Linked DNA regions of Gossypium hirsutum: region 2 is linked to region 1. A link is a contact called in public Hi-C data. All regions are on one chromosome and are shown on one strand. The core of a region is the stretch at or near the end of the contact, and the rest is flanking DNA. Distances in the headings are between cores, read along the strand shown. Region 1 holds the start of LOC107959984 (E3 ubiquitin-protein ligase RHA2A). Region 2 holds the start of LOC107959991 (fruit protein pKIWI502).

Region 1 (2,508 bases), core at 6-2,505:
GCTAATTAATCACTTGAAAATGTGTTCTTCTTATTTATATCACATATCCAATCTGAAATGCATAAGTTGCAATCAAAACAAAACTTAGCACTTCAAACAAAATTCATTTATGAACTATTTTACCTTATAAGTTACTTTATTTTAGAAATTGATGTAAATTAAATCTCATGTGATGATCTGATGGTCAACGGTATTCACTATCCTAAATATAGTCTAAGTTCGAGTCGTGCTAGTTACGTTAGTTGTTTGAATTTTACCTTATTATTATAATTCAAAAAAAAATATTCGAATTTTACTCTATTATTGTAATTAAAAAAAGAAGAAAATAAAAGTTAATTTTTTAATAACACCAATTTGATAATCTCAATATAACATATGGAGCTTACCACTACTTTGACCTATAATATTGTGTCATATAACATATTTTCATATCCAAATTAAATTTTAATTTTAATTTTACAAAATTATAATCATTTCAATTTTTCTGTTTTATTAAATTGAAATAAACGGAATTTAAGCAACCTAATAATTGCAGAGACAATTAAACTTAGATCATGGGTCGAGTAGGGTCAATGTCAAATTTTAGGTCTATTTTTTAAGTTTGGACTCGACTTGATTCAAAAAATGGGTCTAAAATTTTATCCAAACTTGGTCCAGATAAAAAATACTAAACTTGAGCCCAATTTGGCCTTACCGTATTAAAAGTTTTATATTGTTTTTATATAAAAATAAATTTAAAAAATATAATACATCAAATACACTAAAAATATTAAAATAAATATTTCCCAACAAATTTAAAATATATTAAAAAAGTATTGATACTTAATAACACTAATAGTTTCAACTTAACAAACAAATACCTCTAAAATTGTAACAAAATTAACAATAAAACAAGAGTTATATAATATCTAAATAATAACAACAAAATAGTAACAATATAATAGTAAAATGGTAACAAAAAAAAACTTTTAGGCAATTCGGGTTGAGTTTGGGCCAAAAAATCTTACTCGACATCTGACTTATTTTTGAGCCTATATTTTTACTCAAATCTTTTCACTTTTCAGACGGACCTTCAAGTTGAATGGGTGTCCCGACCCACGTTAATTCTAGAAACAATATAACTGCTAATCATAAAAAATATAAAAATAATAGAAGTTGGAGATAAAAAGTTAAAATTTATGTAACATAAATGGTTGGTTGAAAAATTAAAAGTTTGAGGTTATTGATATCTTAAGTTACATAAAGAATAAGAATAGGAATACAGAAATACACAACTTGTGATGTATACAACAAAGTTAGTATTAAAACATGGAAAAAGGAAATAAACAATTTCAACAAGCGGACCCCACCACACATGGCCTTAATCTCCCGTTCTTTAGCCTCTCCTCCCCTCTCCTCTTCTTTTCCCTACATCATCTCTTTCTTCTTTTCTTCTTTCTTATCGTTGTATGCTTCTATTTCCCTTATATAAAATCTAATCTCTTCCATTCCACCTTTCAACTTATAAATATATATACACGCACACATATTACATATTACTACTCTTTTTCTACAAATTCACTTCCACATTTTCTGAAACTTAAAAAAGAAAGATGGGATTACAAAGCCAGCTGAACGACGTGTCCTCAGATTCGATCCCGCTTCTTCTCGTAGCAATAATCGCTAACTGCGTCGGTTATCTCCGAAGACTCCTCTTTGCTTCCCTCCATTTGATTGGCCTTCTCCCTTGCCCAGACCAGCCCACTACCATCGACGATGTTGGAGTCCTTGGCTCCGGTCTCGCCAGTCTCATCGTACTCGCCGAGCAGCTCAACTTAAACAAGGCTTTCTCCTACAAATACTGTGGCGGCGGGGTAGGAAAGGGCTCTGATTGTGTTGTGTGCTTGTGCAGCCTAAGAGATGGGGAGCAGGTGAGGAAACTCGATTGCTGCCATGTATTTCATAAGGATTGCTTTGATGGTTGGCTTGATCAACTAAAATTTAACTGCCCGGTTTGTCGATCCCCTCTCAAAATCGATCAGCGCGTGGGTTTCACGCGGAGACGCGTCGGTCAAGATTTGCTTGCCTGGTTTTCTTTGGGTTAATTAGATTCCGACCAAGATTTTAGAATTTTAGTGTTTTTGCCCCCCTTTTCTCAGGTTCCGGCTGGATTGGGTATTATTTTGTTTTCAACTATTTGTTTTGAGGGGGTTGTCATTCAACTTTCTTTCTTACCACTATTTTTTCTTTTGCTTTTTAGAACCCTTTTTCTCCGTTGTAGGGTTTTTTTTTTCTTTAGAAATTTTTTTTGAAGAATTTTCTTTTTCACTGCTGTAAATAGTCTTTTTTTTATTTACTTTATGTATTTTTTTTAGTCCAATAAGAAAATAGTTATCTTTGTGTACAAATTGTCAAGACCAGATTGCTATTTATTTACATGAAGTAGTGAGGGTGAAGATGCTTTATGATTTTACTTTTATGGTAATCTTATTAGTTTATTATTAAGGTAAATAAAAAAAAGCATATTTT
Region 2 (2,508 bases), core at 4-2,503, 420 kb before region 1:
TGCCTTGATGACATAAAAAATTCTGATAACTGAAAGCTATAAAGATTAAAACAGCTGATTGTACACTAACAATGAGAAATCAAAAGAACAAATAATATGGGACACAAAGCCAAACAAAATATTGAGGCAAAATAGTTTCTAAGTGACGTAAAATTGGTCAATTCAGATATAGTAGTTCAAAAATCAGCCACTTATTCTATCCCTGAAGCGTCAAAAGGAATTTCCATAAGACCATGTACTGAACGAAGATATCCCAGAAAAAAGTGTAAATTTCTGAGATTCAGAGAGCATAAATCACAAGTTATCCCAGAAAAAGCCGACAGTCAATTATTTCACAGAGAATTCCCATACCAAAATTTTCCAATCCAAACCTTAAAAGCATCACCGGGATTCGCTCAAATATAATGCAAGAATAAGAACAAAAACTGGACTATAAAATCTTCCAACAAATTTTCACGTAATCCAGCAATTCCAATGTCAATAAATTCAAATTTTGTAAGAAATAAAGCATAATAATGGAATAAAGCTTTAACATTAAATTTAATTAATCTAAACAAAAAAAAAAAGAAACTTAACCTGATTCCTGACCCAGTAGCGAAAATCAAAACCGTTGGATAATCCTCGGGCGGATCGATCTTATCAATATTAAAGCCGTTTCCCATCGCTTGACTAAGCTCAACCACATCCCCCTTCTTTAACCCACACAAAAGCTCAGCCGTCGAACCCGCCACGCTATTCACCAAAAACTCGAACGCTCCGCTTGAGGCCGCCAGTGACGGCGGAGAAGCTATGGCCAGGAAAGAAGGTTTCTCTACATCAAGGAGCCGCAGCTGGAGGTACTGTCCCGGTAAGGTATGTGAGGCCGCGAGGTCCGGAGAGCTTGACACGTCGATGCTGATGTGGAAGAGGGACTCGGCGGCTGTCTCGATTGATGAGATCGGTGTTGGGGTCCAGACGGTGGTATCTTGCCGAACTGCGGCAAGTGTAGCGAATCGACGGCGAGGGCGGTAATGGCAGGGGGTTAAGGAGTGGAAGGGGAGTCGGCGCAGGATAGACATGGGGAGGGGAGGAGCGCTAAGGTGCGCATGTGGGAGAGAAGGTATAATGACGGTCATGGTCTCGGTGGTGACTTGTGAAAGAGAATAAAAGAAGGTTACGGTGGCGGGGAGTAGAGAGGGAGGCGGCGCCAAAGTTGGGCAGAAGCTGATGAGGTGGCGTTTCATAAAATGAGCCATGAGCCACTTTTGAGGCTCCACGTGGCATTTCGAGGGTGTGAAGCCCTAATTCTTAGAGATAAGTGGTGGGGCCCTTTTCATTTAGGGTTTTTTGGGTTTGTAAGATAGTTTCTCGTTTTTTCAAAATGTGTTGTGAAAAAAGTAATTATGAAAAGTGTTTTTAAAAAAATTAATTTAAAACTTAAGTGATTAATATTATTGTTAAAAAGTAGTTTTAAAAATTAAAATATTCACTTAGATATAATGTTTTAAAAAATATATTTATTTAAATAATATTTAAATTTGTTAATATTATAATATTTTAATAAAAATATAAAAAAGTAATTTATGATAATTCGTTATTAATATTTTAATATACAAAATATAAATTTTAAATATGTGTAAGAAATTAATACTAATTATTTTTAAAATTTATTTGAATATATAGAAATACAATCTTATAAATTTAAATATATAATTTTATATATTTGAAATAAATTTTAATAGAAAAATAATTACATTAATAAATTAGAGTATAAATAAGAGTTAAAGATGTTATTTTGACTCCAAATGTATTTTTGGAACAACAAAAGTTAGAAAAATGTGCTTTTGAAACTACTTTTGCTTTTGGATTCAAAAGTTTTTGAGCTTAAAATTTAAGGGTGAGCAAAATTTTATTTAATTAAAAAAATCGAAAAAATCTAAATTTTGTGTTAATCGAAACGTTATTCGAATTATTCGAGTCAACTGGAATAACTCAATTTGAGTTTCAAGTTCGAGTTGAATTGAATTTTACAATCCGAATAACTCGATTAATTTAAATAACAAATTGGTGTAAATGCCATTTTGGTCCCTATTAACTTTGAAAATAAGCAAATTGGTCTATCTCTAAAAAAATTACAAAAAAATTCAAAAAAATTTTAAAAATTTAAAATTTATATTTCTAAAAAATTATAAAATTATTAAAAAATTCTAACATATATATATAAAAATTTAAAATTTTAATTTTTTTCTAAAATAATAATTTGGGACTTAATTAATGATTCAAATCTGTCATACTCAAGCATCTCAATTTTTTTTTTGCTTTAAAAAAATTTCAAATATATATGATTTCAAAATTTATGTGCTCTAACATAGAGTTAGTTATATTGTAACAATATTTTCATTTGACATTTTAATTTTTTTTAATTTTACTCTAACAACTCCACTCGAATTTCATTTTACTCGACTAGATTCAAAAAAGTTTCAAATTAAGTTAGAATAATAATATAAGACTAGTGAACTCGATTAACTC

What was found. A called contact is a pair of places that touch in the nucleus more often than the background predicts.
Region 2: a contact with region 1 is called in a Hi-C map of leaf, with 2.9 times the contacts expected there. The contact joins the promoter of LOC107959991 here to the promoter of LOC107959984 in region 1. A contact is called at or near these places in 3 of 34 Hi-C or Micro-C datasets (all in leaf).

The regions. Positions count from the first base shown.
Region 1 is chrA05:76,237,498-76,240,005 of Gossypium_hirsutum_v2.1, reverse strand. LOC107959984 (E3 ubiquitin-protein ligase RHA2A) reads left to right here and starts at 1,255. Exons shown (of 1, transcript XM_016896178.2): 1 at 1,255-2,452. The coding sequence starts at 1,593. The coding sequence ends at 2,084.
Region 2 is chrA05:76,653,305-76,655,812 of Gossypium_hirsutum_v2.1, reverse strand. It overlaps LOC107959991 (fruit protein pKIWI502), which reads right to left and starts at 1,253. Exons shown (of 5, transcript XM_016896185.2): 1 at 577-1,253. The coding sequence starts at 1,235.